Regions from separate parts of the Muntiacus reevesi genome. Here region 2 is linked to region 1. The links are chromatin contacts, called in public Hi-C maps. All regions are on one chromosome and are shown on one strand. The core of a region is the stretch at or near the end of the contact, and the rest is flanking DNA. Distances in the headings are between cores, read along the strand shown. Region 1 holds the start of EIF2S1 (eukaryotic translation initiation factor 2 subunit alpha). Region 2 holds the start of PIGH (phosphatidylinositol glycan anchor biosynthesis class H).

Region 1 (7,709 bases), core at 1,953-4,452:
CCTCATAGTCCCCATTTTATAGATGAAAAATATGAAGCATGGGTTAAGCATCTTGTTCCGTCATATACTGTTAACAAGTGAGTTGGAACCTGTAACGTTTGAATCCATAGTTTGTGTCTTATTCATTAGGCTTTATTTTCTCTCAACGTTATTGATAAACATATGACAGTTAGAAATAGCTTAAAAAGCACCATCAGTGTATACATTCAGTGCTAGAACGTAGTAATTTTAGTATTAATATCGTGCTTCCCTGGTGGCTCAGATGGTAAAGAATCTGCCTGCAATGCAGGAGAACCAGGTTTGATCCATGGATCGGGATTATCCCCTGGAGAAGGGAATGGCAACCCATTCTAGTATTCTTGCCTGGAAAATTCCATGGACAGAGGACACATAAAACTTTTTATTATTAACCTATCCTGTTTAATAAAAAATAAAGCTGCATACAACAGTGGTAGAGAAATATTTCTCTTTGAAGCATGACAAAATAGGGATTTAGCAAATAAAGGGAAGTAGACATACAATGGCCAGAATTACCCACCAAGAAAGAGCTGAGCTGGCCGATTCATTTTTAAACAGGGCCTTTTTTTCTGTTCTCAAATATCTGTATGTAAAACACTAAAACTTGAGAGCTAAAAACATTTCATACTGGGTATAAAAATAAACATTATGGAAATGTGTGAAACATTTTAAGAGATTTAACAAGTGCTAACCACTTTTACTCACCAAGTTTCTTCAAACAGCAAAGCGGATAATTTTGGAGAAGCAAGATGCAATTTGATTGTAAAAGAACACAGGCAATAGTGTAAAAGAATCCTGAAGAGTGATATGGATGCCACTGCTTCAGAAGGTGCAAATCTCTTTGTAAAAGATAATGTAAAAAAGGAATAATGCTGATAGTATGTCATTCACAGTGAAAGACAGTACATAAGTACAAAAAAAATAATCTACAACTTTGCTCTCCTACTTACTAACTGTGGCTTAGGAATACTAATGTATTCCCATTAACTGTAGCTTCTAACGTGTGCCATGTACTTCACAGGTTTGTGGAGGACATCAAATGAAATAATATACACGTGCAAAGAGTTGGAAAGTGTAATGTGCTATACAAATATAAGATATTAAAAGGCAAAGGAAATATTTCTATTTTGTAACTTAATTCATTAAACAATTATTTTTATTATTAAAATAAAGTACTAAATGATTTCCTCAAAGACAAATGCTTACTAAGTACAACAGGAGCTAAAACCAGGTCATGTGACACTAAATCCAGAGTTTAACCCACAAAGCCTCAATATGTCAGAGTACTACAATACAGTATGTGTTCTCCAGTAAAGAATCTTTCAAAATGCAACAACTGAGCTCCAAGCTAATTTCAAATACTCTGCACCGTCGGTAATTCTGCCTGGTCAAATGGTAGGCAGGAGTTTTTAAATCACTGCGTGCTCCAGTCGTCATCATGGATACAGGAAGTCCACACTCCCTTCCAAAGCAAAGCATGATGTGATAGAGGCAACTCTTGTGGTAATCCTAATTCGGCTCTAACACTTATCAGTTATGCTCTATGAATGCTCAATTTCAGTACAGAAGTGCTAAACAAATAAAGCTTTTCAATTATTTCGCTGTAGTTGAAATAGGAAGCACCAATCTCTAAAACTGCGCATCTTCTTGAGATCTTTTAAGAACCAGAAACTCTCAGTTGGCATCCGATGCACTAAGAACAGGCAGTAAAGCTCTATGTAATTCCAAACTGCTCAAAGACACGGAGTTATAAGATTTTTTTTCCCCCCTTGAGTAACAACTTCAATCGGAAGAAAAAAAACCAAGACTTTTTTGCTACACTTTTCCCCCAAGAAACAATGTTTCTTGTTTACTGAAAATTAAAGTAGACTAAGTCTGGGGTAGTTAACAAAAGGCACCTAAAATTTCCATATCTTGTGTTTTTCAGTTCTGCTTAACCGGAAAACCACAGCGCTTAATTCTACAAGTCTGTTCTCAACCGTGCTGAAAATACGGCAAAATGATACGAAGAATGATAAACTCTTCAGTAGTATCTTTTACTTTCGTCCTAAGGACTGACTCATTCTACAAAAACGCACAACTCCAGCGACAGGGTAACAAGAGCTTCGATTTTTTAATATTAGTGCTCAGGTTAACCAACTATTCTCGGATCTTTTCTTAACCCAACTCTTGTCAAAATCGTGGCCCAATCCACAGGTTCCTTAAAGTGTCCTGTCCGGTCACCATTGAGAGGTAGTATTTGCCGGGGCGGAAGAAGAGGGGCCGGGGGGGGGAAGGATGAAATTCTCAGGCCTAGAGACAGCAAAGTGCTCAGCGTCCTGGGGCGGGGTGTCACGGCGTTCTCCCCAGGCCGCCCCACCTCAAGACACCCCCACTATCAGCATATTGACGAGGCCGTCCCATCACTTGGGCCACTTGCCTTCACGAGATTCCTCCGTCCGTACCATGACACCTCTGCTACACGGGGAGGCCGACACGCAGCCGGCGAGTGGCGGCAGTCGTGTCCAGACACTTCCCGCGCGAGGACGGGAAAAGGAGGGGGTGTTAGCTCCGGGGCCTACCCTCTACCGACCACCCACGTCCCTAGACACAATCAAAGTGAATTCCTGGAGAAACCGATCAGAGAGACTAGTCACCTGAGGTATGTGTGTGAAGCCCACACCAGGGTCCCACGCCACGCTCTTCAGTCGGAGAGATCAGACTCGACCTGCCCTCAGTAGTCGCCGACTCTCCTCAGCGTGCGCTTCGCTTACCCACACCGCGCATGCGGAACCACTCACAGCACGCAAGCGCCAACGGGAGAGAGGCCCCTCTTCGTCACTGACCATAGAGTCCAGGTCCTCCGAGGACAAAGAATGTGGACCTTAGGAGGACCTGAAAAGTACGTTTTCTCGTTATCTTTAGCTTTCGCTAAGTAATCGTCAAGGCGTAGGTAAAAGGGAAGACTGATTCCTTGTCCCTAAAGCATAAATCCTCGCTGGAACCTTCAGTCAATCAGGAGGTGGCGCTGTGACCAAAGATGAAAACTGGAGAAAGAGAAGGAGTGTACTCTTACCTGTTCTTTCTCTTGGCGCATGCAGAACCGACCGCAGCAGCTTGGGAGGTGGAAGGGGAGGGGCTAGAAGGCGAACCGGAAATGAGGGAGCGATTCCGGGGTGCGCGCGCCTCAACATCCGGGCATCGCCTTCTTGTTGTCCTCGCCCTCCCCGTACCCCGGCCCTCACCCGTACCGACAGGAAGCGGAAGTGAAGACTGCAGAGCCCGGCTTCCTCTTAGCAACGGGAGAGGGTCACGTGACACACCAGCTGACTCCCGTAGAGAAAGACTCAGTGGCTGGGTTGTTGCAGCCACGGTTGCCCGACCAGGAACCCGAGCCGAAGAGTCATCGTCAGAATGTCGGGCAAAGACCGAATTGAAATCTTTCCCTCGCGAATGTAAGTAAAAGAATGGAACGAGCAGGTGTTCAGGAACACCTGCCTGAGCCGCTGGCCCTTCATTACCCTGGACCAGCGGCGGGGCTTCTTGTATGTTGGGCCGATCCTGAGCTCTCAGGTCTCTTCCTGAGTCCAGGGCAAGGCTCCCTGACGAGCCCCTTTGCTCTGAGTTGAACCAGACTGGACCGAGTTCAGCCCGAGCTGCTGACTTTTGTGGAGGTCTGCTGACTTCAGTTATTAATCGAGCCATTCATTCCACATTCCCTATTGATCCGGGCAGTGGATTTATAAAAAACTGAATTGTCGCTACTGCTGCCAGAATAGAGCTCACAGTTCAGTGAAGATATGGACCAGGCGATGAAATTTGATAAATGCTTTGAGATGGGAAGTTGACTGCGATGTGAAGCAGGCCTAATCGGGGGGTTGAATCTCCCTAGCGTGGGCGTAAGGTTCATCTTGGCAAGATCCCGTGAAATGTCACATGCCGTGGGAAGTTATCCCTGAATTTCTGAGACTCTTATTTTGTTCCATCACCATTCAGTATTCATTATGTTAATATCATCCATCTCATTGTAAAGTGGATATAAGCTTATGCACATTTACCACTGAATTGAGAAACCTCTCCAGGATGAGAGATGTCTTGATTGTTAATCGTCCACAAAAAATGTTGCTTGAATGAACCCAGGCCCGTGGAATCTGTTCAGTTGTGGTCTCCTTTCTCTGTTGGTCTAAATTCTTCGGTAGGAGTAAAATTTTGACGTTTACTCAAATGTGCCTAACAACGTGTGGAAGATAAAGATTGCTCTTATTTGCCCTCTACGTTCTTTTACTCTTTTTTCACTGAGGAGCAGAAAATCAGTTTTGGCTTTGACAGTTAGATCTTTTGATTTTGACCCTATCTGTTTGGGTATGCTGTGTTGTTTTTCTTCTTGACTTTTCTCAGAGAATCTGAGGAGGGTTAAAATAAGAGTTTATTTTAACCCCAAACCTGGATTTCTGCCTCTTCGTGGGTGGCTACAGCTTTTAATGAAACGAAGGGGTTTTTGTTTGGTTTTTACCTTATCTATTGACTTTATAATAGCTGTTTGCCCTAGGTGGGAGGCAAGTCAGTGTGGAGAAAGGCAGTGCCTTCTGAAATAGATAAAGATCAGGAATACCTTGGGGTTGGGAGGACTTTAGAACTCCCAGCACTTAATGACTCTGACTCCATCCAAAGCCCTGCACTGAGAGACCACCAGACTCTAGCTTGGCTTCTAGTAGCCTAAGATTGTGTTCCGAAGATGACTCCAGCTCCGGGTAAAATGCCGGCCTAAGAAAGTTCATCTAGCCAAATATGCAACACCTTAGGCTGTGCCTCTGACCTCCCTTCCTTAATTGTACGCTAGCAGACACAGCTGGCCTGATGGCATTTCCATTGCCCAACCTTTTGGAATTTTTCTTTTCTCCAAATCATGTCCACTCACTCCTTTTAAAATGCCTAATCACCTGTGCACCATCAGAGAGGAGCTCGGCTCTTTTCCCTTGCTGTCAGCAGTTACTGAATAATGTCTCTTTCACCACTTTAATTAATGTCTGGCTGCATTTATCTTTGGTGGTAGTCAGAATGTTAACATTTTGTTGTTGTTGATGTTTTTACTTTAAGACTAGGAGGTGAGAATACGCTTATTTGGGCTTAGACATGAATGATAGGTTTGGGGAGGTGAAAATTTGCTGTTTGAGAATGTTCAGCTTGCTGATTAAGAGGAAAATCAGGTGCAGGAAGTAACTGCTTCTCTAAATATTTTCCCCAATGCCTATCAGCAGGTACTTTGTCATGTAGTCAGATGTCTTTGATTCAGCTGGAAGCAAAATAATCGTCCTAGCTGAAGGTCAAGCATTTTTTGTAGGACTGAGCAGCTTTGTAACTTACAAAAGAAGTTTTTTTAAGAGCTAGGTTAGAAAATACACTAGTGATTTGTTTCAGATGCTTTCACCTTACTGTATTATGCTGTAAGATGACGCTGTCACCTGCTTAGGCAGCAGAGAGCAAAAACAAGTTTAGAGTGGAAGCAAAAGAGACATGAAGGATTTGGAGTCTGCAGAAACCAGTCACATCGAGGTTCTACTACATACTAACTGTAGGCCCTCGGGCAAGTCACTCTTTGGTTTTCAAGAATTAAAATTTGTCTATTTCATCAGAAAAGAAATTAAATATAGGAGATTAAAATTAAGATGAATTCACAAACAGTTCGCCTTTTTATTGTATACTTGGTGCAATCTGCAATACTAGGATTTGACTTAAATTTGGTTCAACGCTTTGAACCCAAACTCTGGTGGTTAGTGTCAACAGCATGGTATTTTAAATGTACACAATGGGGTGCATAACTCCTACTCAGGCTGAAAACTGAACCAGCTTCACTTGGGTAAACCTCCAGTGAGGGTTGTCAGTGCAATTTCAGCCACTAATAGCTAGTTTTTCAAAGACAGAACTGTTCGCCTGAGGTGGTTTATAATCTGTAGGTGAAGCAGTGTGGCACCGGTTGGGGTACAGAGGACTTAGGTTTGAGCCTTAGTTTGAGCCTTGGTTAAATCACCAAGTCAGAAATCTGGATCAAGTTCTTACTCTGTCTTTTCTTCGCTGAGTGACTGTGGGAAAGTTGTTTTACTTTTCTGAGCTTCATTTTCCTGTCCTGCAAGATAATGTCTAAAGCCCTTTCCAGCTACAGAATGGTCTTAGTAACCTTTGGCCTGTGGTAGAAGATTCATAATCTAAAAATGTACCCAAAAGTTTAGTAAAAACTATTTTGAAGTTGATTATAACACCAGTCATATGAAACTATATCCCCTTAAATTATTCTAAGTGTCTCATGCAATCTATTATTGAATCTGACTACCCACTTTTCTTCCTCATTATTAAATTTTATCTGGCATATGGTAGCAAAAACAGAAGTGTCGGTTTTTGCTGTTGCCTTCTTGCCTTTGGTTTGGGGTTTCCGATAGGAAAAGATTGGAATGAGGCAGGGAGACTTCAGTGACTTGTCATTTCTCAGGAGTTCATTTGTGTTATTTGTTATCTAGAGTCATTTACAATTTAATAAAGTGGTAGTAGAGTCTTCATTGGTGATATCAAAACACTTCAGTGCCACACTTTTAATGGGAAAATGAGAAATGATTATGGTATATAAGATGGAGAAGGTAAAACAGTGTAGTAGTAAAGAGTAAGTCCATTTTTTCCATTTAAAAAGTAAATGCTTTATTTTTCAAAGGAAACTGTTACCAGTTTCTGTGAAATTTTCTAGAACTGTCCTCTGTATCTATATAAGCCCATGTATCCCTTACTTTGTGTAACTAAGATAGTGTAATATTGGGAATACATGCGGATCTGCCTTACTGTGGGTTTTTTTTGTTTTTTTTGTTGTTGTTGTTTGTTTTTTTACTGACTGCATATCATTCTGTTGTATGATGAACCATGATTTGTGGGATATTTGTTTCCACCCTTTTGCTACTACAAATAAGGCTGGAGTACTCATCCTTAACCTTGTACATGCTTTTGTGTACCTGTGGCAGTCAGTCAGTGGCATAAGACCCTTAAAGTGCAATTGTTGGTCCTGAAGATAAGTGCATTTCAAATTTTGCTATCTGTTAATGGACAAAATTTTTAAGTCCTTAATGGAAACACATATATTGTTATAATTCACAAATCAAGTAAGTAAACAGTGCTGACATCATAAAATAGGGCTCTTTCCCATCCTCCTGCCGCGGGAAAAAAAAAAAAAAATAGGGCTCTTTATATGTTTATTCTGATTTAATAAATATTAATTTATTAAATACTTATTAGAGGATTGTTACTGTTTTATATAAAAAAGACTTCTCACTTGTGGAACACTGAGGGTGGAGATCTACAATGTTGAGAAACCAGTTAAGCTTGTTAGCCACAAATGCTGTATATTCTTGCGCCCATGACATCAACAGATAAAGCAGGGTTTTAACACCATATTAGGGAAGTATTTTTATCTTAAATTTCTTTAACTTTGTTTACGTAGGGCACAGACCATCATGAAGGCCCGGTTAAAAGGAGCACAGACAGGTCGAAACCTCCTGAAGAAAAAATCTGATGCCTTAACTCTTCGATTTCGACAGATCCTTAAGAAGATAATAGAGGTAGAATGAAGTTTGCTTTGAACTGTGTTTTAGAAGTATCTATGGAAAATCCAGCATGGCTGTTAATATTTTTCTTTCAAAAGTAAAAATGCCATTATAAATGTAACAAGTTTCAGA
Region 2 (7,709 bases), core at 1,780-4,279, 210 kb before region 1:
TTGGCATACTGATAGACAGTGTTTCCCGGCCTCCTTTGAAGTTCCGTATATCCATGTTTATGAGTTCTGCAGGTCGAAGACTTGGCCATAAAACCCTCCCAGGAATGATCCTCTATGCTTGCCCCCTCATCTGTTGGATGCAGAAGATCCAATGGAAGGAAACATGAGGAAGCCCCGAGAGATTGTGAAGCCGCTAAATAGAAGGTGCCTGGGTCTCTGAGTTACCACTGGGCAGAATGAGGAGTCATTTGACCAGAAGCACTTAAATGAGCTATACACAGACAATAAACCAACATTTATTGTTATGCTACTGACATTTTATTTTCATAGCAGTTAGTGCCTTGACATACACAGGGTATGTGTTTCTCATACTTCCTTTCTCTGCTTCTCCACAACTAAATTCACTAGGGAATTGGTTATGAGACTCTTTTAGTGACCCTGCAAAAAGATATCATTAATAAAACTCCATGGAGAAGCTTGCCAATTGCTAAGTTTGAATTCTTTTCGTCAGCCCGCCCTTCCTTGCTGTTATATTCCATCGAACTTTTTAAAAAATTTTTATTTATCTACTTCTATTTATTTATTTGGCTGCACCAGATCTTAGTTATGGCACATACTCTTAGTTGCAGCATGTGGGTTCTCGGTCTCTGACCAGGGATTGAACCTGGACCCGCTGCATTTGGAGCACAGTCTCAGCCTCTGGACTGCCAGGCAAGTCCCCTCCACCAAACTTTTGAGGCTGATGAATACTTTGAAGTCCAAAATTGATAGCTTATATATATATATATCACTCCTTGCTGTCTTTACAGGGTTATGGTCGTGAGAACTTGTCACTTTATATCCCACGCGGCATCTAAGCAAATGGCAAATACACAGATTTCAGTTTCTACTGCAGATAAGCAAATTAAGAAGACGATCTGATAGAGCAAAGTGATTATAAAGATTGTGGAATTACATTACCATACTATTTGTCCCTAGAATTTAATATTTAATATAATAATTTAATATTCAAAAAATTAAGTACTTTAAATACATTTAGGTGTCTTAGGTGTCTTTTTTCTATGACTCTGGAGTGGTGAAACTTCAGAGCCTACACAGGTTCTTCACATTTTTTGTTGTCACAGATACTTCGTAAATCTAGTAAACCTAATGGACCCCTTATCACAATAATGTTTGTAAATGAACACATAGAATTTCAAACAAAAGTGAATTAAAATAGTTATCAGAATATTTTTTAAGAGTTTTATGGTAATATGTGTCTCTCTGTTGACACATTAAATAAGGAGATCTAGTAATTGGTCTAATAATTACTGTAGAAACTTTGAAGTTATGAGTGGAAAGGACATTTTGAGAATATTATCAGATGAAAATATCTGTGGTTTCTATCAGTGACAAAAATCACAAGTATTACTAATACTAATTGGCTTGTTGCCTAATTCACAATCGAAAGAAATGTTAAATTTCAATCAGAAGTTAAGAAACTAAAGATAAAAACTCTTATTTTATCTATGGTGTGCAAGTTAAGAACTCTAGGACTAGTGGTTCCCCAAAACACTGACCGTGTTTATCTCTGAGGGGTGGAAATATGGATGGTTTAAATTTTTCTTATTTTTTATAACCATGTATGGTGACAATGTTTTTTTTTAATTTAATGGACTAAACTGGGTCTTAGTTGTACACGTGCATAATCTTCAACCCGTTGTGACATGCAGGATCTTTAGTTGTGGCATATGGGATCTAGTTCCCTGACCAGGGATGGAAGCCAGGCCCTCTGCATTGGGAGCACAGATTCTAAGCCACTAGACTCCAGGGAAGCCTCTCTTCTTTTCTGTATTGTTCAAATTTTCCATAATAAGCAAACATCACTTTTACCATTATAAAAGACATCACATGATATTTACAAAAATGAAAGGGGTGTATTGCTTGGTAAGATTAACTATACAGAAATAAAATTGGAAAAACAAAATAACGCTTGAAGAAAAAGGAAAACAAAATCCTGGATGAAGATGGAGAAACTGAACCTGACTTTCATCAGGACACAAGTTCATGAGACCTTTATACCATTCATCTTTATACACAAATTCTTTAATACACGATGGTGCCCCAGGGCTGAAGCGCCATAATTCTTTTAATGGGCCACACAGGCACTCTTGGGCCACATCCCAAGTGAAAAAGAAAAGGGAATCCACACCGCAGGTCTCTATTACTCATGAGTTTAGTAATTTTATTATCCATACCTTCTGCATCCTCCACTCTTGTTAACCCTTCCAGCCAGGACTTGTCTGCCTACTCACTGCTCCACTTAGTGGTCTGGAAGAGAAAACTAGGCAATGAAACCCGATCTCCTTACCAGACTCTCCTGGTTCTGACCCCTCCCTACTTCCCCAACTTCCAACTGCATTTCCCACGCATTCGCCTCTCTGACCTATTGATTCCACCAATAGCCAATCCTGTTTCAGCCTCGGGGGCTTTGTCTTTTCTGGTCCTCCTTCCTGGCAAATTCCTCCTCCAGAGTTCCCAGAGACTAGTCTGGCTCCATATCCTTGCAGCTCTGGTATATTTTCTTTGAGACTTTCCTGACTCCCCAAGCCACCCCTGCAGGTCATAAAACTGCAACAGCACTCTCTGGAATTATTTCTATATTGTTTCTCAATAGGAAGGAAGCTGCTTGAAGCCAGGGACCTTGTCGATCCTGTTCACCTCTGTACCTTCAGCACTTAAAATGGCCTGGCACCGAAATGAATGAATGAATGAATGGTATGAACGAATACCTGTTGACTGCCTCCTGGGGGGCATACTCTAGCTTGTAAATAAACATCAGTTTGTCGAGTGGAAAGCACGTTAACAGCGGTTTTCATCTGTCCGCTCAGGCACTGGCACCCCCTACGAATCTCGGTGGTATATACACTTTCAATCCCGGCCGCGCAAGGCGTGAAAAGACAACCCCATCCGCGCCGAACTGCGGCTGCGCGCCGCCAGAGGAGGGGCGTGGCCAACTCCGCGGTGGGGAAGTGAGTCCAGAACCAGCGAGAGGACGCTGGAGGGCGCGCTAGAGCGGCGCGGCATGGCTGGGCCTGGGGCCGGCGAACCGGCCATGGAGGACGAGCGGAGCTTCTCAGATATCTGCGGCGGCCGTCTGGCCTTGCACCGCCGATACTACTCCCCTTCGTGCCTAGAGTTCTGCCTCAGCTGCCCTCGGATCTCGTTGCGCTCGCTCACCGCTGTCACCTGCACCGTGTGGCTGGCGGCCTACGGACTCTTCACCCTCTGTGAGGTAAGGCCGGCCTCGGAGGCGGGGGCTCGGGTTTGGAAGGATCTTTGGGGTCTTAGGCTCGAGCCCAGAGCTCTCGCCGGACCCTCCTGCAGGCGTGCGGCCTGGAGGGCAGAAACTCGCAGGTTCAGGGGACGCCATTCCGCTGCTGGACAGCTCTCTTCTTCCCTAACGTTGAGTGAACTTTGCGCTCTTGTACTTTATCCCTGCTCCGGGGTCGCTGCTCTCTGCCCTGTGGTTCCACTCAGCATACATCTCGTCCTTGCTCGACAGCCTAAAACGTTAACTTCCGTGTGCTCTGTGTAGTGCAGGCTCACGGTAGTTCATTTCCAAGAGTTAAGAGAACCAGGTGGATGGATCGTCCTCACCCATCACTTCCACTCGTCACAGCAATCACTGCTGACAATACCTTTTACAGCCTTCGAGAAACTGTCTTTGCCTCCACAGTTCTCACACGCAGGTTAAGAATCTCTCTTTTTCAGGGCAGTCTAACCTCCCCCACCCCACAATCACTACCCCACTTCCAAGTATTTTCTAAAGCACTGTGAGATTTCACAGATGGGTGGTTTCTGTGCTTAATTTCCAGATTCATTCCCACCAGTGTTTTCTCAGGTTCCGTTTTCACACCTCTAAAATGGAATTGATACCTGCTATGCCAGCGTCATAGCATTGTGAGGTTCGTATGTAGCAGCATTGTGACAACTCTCAAATAAAAGGACTCATCCTAATTGCCGTTTTCATTTTTAACTTACTCTCATATGTAGTGCCCTGAGTGGCATTTCTTATTCCAGGAGTGATCTGACCAGAGCCAAGTACCGCAAGGCTATTTATTTCTGTACTTTGGGTATTGTTTTCAATACTGCATCTATTAGTTTTTCTTAAAAAAAGACGTGTTTTTTTTTTTTTAATTTTGGATGTGGCAGGTAGTTGGAGCTGCCTGCTTATTGTGATTGCTCCATGGCCTGTAGGATCCTAGTTCACTCATCAGGGATCCAGCCCCCATCCACTGCACTGCAAGCTGGATTCTTAACCACTGGACCACCAGGGAAGTCCCCCATTAGCTTTTTGAAAAAGCCACCGGAGCATATTTCAGAGCATGGTAATTTAGTATAGATATACGCAAAATTAAGACCCTAATTTCTATCAGTTGTATCTAAAAGTTCATAAGTCAGTTGAACTGGTTGAAATGCCAGGACAGTTCTTCCTCCTGCCCCCTAAAAATTTTAATATATAATACAGTTGAATTTCAGTACTAGCCTGAGTTCTGTCCACATAGTCATGTGAGGAGGAGGGAACAGATATTTATTAAATGCCCACTGAGTGCCAGTTGCTTTACTGAATGCCTCATTTCGGCCTTAGAAGAAAACCGAGACTCAGAAAGAGTAGTAACTTATCTGAAGTGATAAAACTAGTAAATGGCTTACGGGGGCTTCAAACCCAAGGTTGTCCGATGACTTGCTTAGCAGAATTTTTAAATAGGAGGTTTGTTTTACACCAGCTCCCTTTTGTACTTATCTCTCTCATCCTGGTATATCCTACTTACACTCATCAATGTTCAGGGCTAAGCTGAAGCTGAAACTCCAATACTTTGGCCACCTGATGCGAAGAGCTGACTCATTTGAAAAGACCCTGATGCTGGGAAAGATTGAGGGCAGGAGGAGAAGGGGACGACAGGATGAGATGGGTGGGTGGCATCACCGACTCAATGGACATGGGTTTGGGTGAACTCCGGGAGTTGGTGATGGACAGGGGGGCCTAGCGTGCTGCGGTTCATGGGGTCGCAGAGTCGGACACGACTGAGAGACTGAACTGAAAGTAACCTTATCTTCCTTTAAACTCCATTGCAGGACTTCTTAAGAGCTCTGTGTACCAGAATTTCTATTTTTTCTCCTACTCAAAACTATTAATCAGAGTAATGAATCTCAGCTAAGATAAGAAGAAATCTGTTGGAGGAATTCATTAAGACATGTGGCTTTACTTCAATCCAAACCAATATTGAATTTTTAGAACTTCAGAAAGAAAAATTAAGTATAAAAAATGCAGGGGTGATAAAGTTTTGGGCAGTGATTATAGGAAAGCTGATATGGGTCAGACCCCCCTACGTAAGCAAATGAACTTACCTACAAAATAGACTCACAGACTTAGAAAACAAACTTACGGTTACCATAGGGGAAAGAAGGGGGGAGGAATAAATTGGAAGTTTGGGATTGATATATACACACTACTATATTTAAAATAGGTAACTAACAAGGACCTACTGTGTACCACAGGGAACTCTACTTAATATTTTGTAATAACCTCAATAGGAAAAGAATTTCAAAATGTGAAGATATATGAATATGTATAAATGAATCACTCTGCTGTATACCTGAAACTGACACATTATAAATCAACTATACTCCAAAATAAAATAAAAAATTTAAAAATAATATTAAAATCCCCTAAGTATATACTGTTCTTCATTCCTTCTTTCCTCCCAGTTTTTGAATTCACAGTTCTATTAAAATTCTAGGTTTTTACCTTACTTATTCCAACCTAGAATGTTCTTCCCCTGTCCTTTTCTCAGCTAAGTATATCTGTCAATAATCACCACCTCCTCAGCACCAGTTAAATCCTGCTTCCTTAGAAGTCTTCATAGGATATTCCTGTGTGCTTTAATTAAACTCTCTCTTGCTTTTTCTCTTTCTCTGTTAATCCTGTTTTAGTCACTTCTATATTATAGTATTCTCCAAAAATATTTTATATATTTTAATCTTGCCTCTAATAAGTCTGTAAGGGCCAGAACTAAAGTTTATCTCTCTCCATTCTTCCATAATGCTTATTCAGTTCACACTATATACAAGACACTGTACTAGGTACTAGACATTTAATTAACTCAATGTAGGTATTTCTGGGCCCATCAAAGTCCCAGCACATAGATTTCTCCATCCTCCATTTGTTAACTAACAAATAATTATCTAGCGCAGAGGTCAGCAAACTTTTTCTTGAAAAGGTCAAATAGTAAATATTTTAGGCTTTGCAGGTCTCTGTCTCATATTCTTCTGTTTCATTTTCTTTATCAACCCTTCAAAAAATCTAAAAAAAAAAAACCACAAAAACAGTCTTAGCTTAATGTGGACCAGACAAGAGCAGATCACAGGTCCAAATAGTTTCTAGACTTCTTATCTAACTCTTAACTATGTGTTATGTAGAAAGAAGTACCAGAGCTGGTCAGTAGTTTAAGTAATAAAAACAGATTTCATTCAGAAACTATTGCAATGGGAGAAGAGAGACCTCAGTATTGAAGGTTGGGTTCAATTCTGAATACAGCAGGGACCAGTAGAAATTTATAGCCAAAGAGCAGGGTCAGTGGTCAGTGGATGCAAAATTACTAAAAGGAAACATGAGTAAATGGGGGATTCTGGCTAAATTGATTCGATAGGATTCTTGCTGAAGGCAGGCCAGGGTGACTCAGATAAACAAGGTGAGCATCTTTTCTAAACTCACTTAGCAAGAGTCTTGCTACAACTTGGCCAACAAGGCCTGCATTGTTCAACAAGAGTCTGACAAGAGTTAGGTCAAAGAGGGTATCTTTTCAGTAACAAAGATTAGTAAAACACCTCCTGCCCTCAAGGAATGACAGCCATAAATTAGTGAATCTCTTGTGAGTCTAAGTCACCAATGATTTTTTTCCCTGTGCCTGCCCTCTAAATAGCTTTTTGGGGAAAAAAAAAAAAAAGGAAAACAAACATACTTCAATAGAAAAACACACTTCAACTTCAGAAATATTAAAAGGTTGTAAATGTGTCTTAGAATCAAAGAAATAATACCATTTTGGGGGCCCTTAACAACAGTTCTTAGTCATTTCAGCTAGTCAGTCAGCCTTAACACATCAGTCAGTCATAACCCAAAGCAACCAATAGGGCCCTGAACAGTAAGATCTTTATTATTTAACAAAACCAGAGGGCATGAGAAGCTCTAGAGGGCATAAGAAGCTCAGTTGATTTAGTTTTTTTTTTTTAATCTTGCCAATCTTCTAGCCTTTACCTGTCCTCAACATAGCTTTCCACACAGCAGAGGCCATGTAATTCTGGGCATCAAAACTTCAGGATGAAGGGGCCTTCTCTTCCTTGGATCTCTTTTTTGAGATGGACTTAGTTTTCTAGAAAGCCCTCCAGCAGACTTCCCTTTATATATCATTGGCAAGAGTTGTGTCATTGGTCCATTTCTGAACCAGTTGTTGGCGGGATTATTAGGAAGCATGAGTGGCTGTTGAGTATTATCTGCTGCACCGTGCTAAGCATTTTATTACTGTTCAGTCTGAGATTTTGCTACATATTTTACTGATGAAAGGTGGGGAGAAAAAATCTGAGTCCTTAAGTTGCAATTTTGGAAGAAAAATCTCGGAAAGTAGTGTGATGGATGTCCTGCTGAGGGAGGGTCTCCTCCCCAGACCTGT

The links. A called contact is a pair of places that touch in the nucleus more often than the background predicts.
Region 2: a contact with region 1 is called in a Hi-C map of blood, with 3 times the contacts expected there. The contact joins the promoter of PIGH here to the promoter of EIF2S1 in region 1. A contact is called at or near these places in 2 of 3 Hi-C or Micro-C datasets (blood and muscle).

What each region holds. Positions count from the first base shown.
Region 1 is chr7:76,147,425-76,155,133 of mMunRee1.1, reverse strand. It overlaps EIF2S1 (eukaryotic translation initiation factor 2 subunit alpha), which reads right to left and starts at 3,202. Exons shown (of 8, transcript XM_065940098.1): 1 at 3,074-3,202. It overlaps ATP6V1D (ATPase H+ transporting V1 subunit D), which reads left to right and starts at 3,295. Exons shown (of 9, transcript XM_065940099.1): 1 at 3,295-3,452; 2 at 7,475-7,592. The coding sequence starts at 3,412.
Region 2 is chr7:76,361,680-76,369,388 of mMunRee1.1, reverse strand. PIGH (phosphatidylinositol glycan anchor biosynthesis class H) reads left to right here and starts at 3,029. Exons shown (of 4, transcript XM_065941325.1): 1 at 3,029-3,274. The coding sequence starts at 3,065.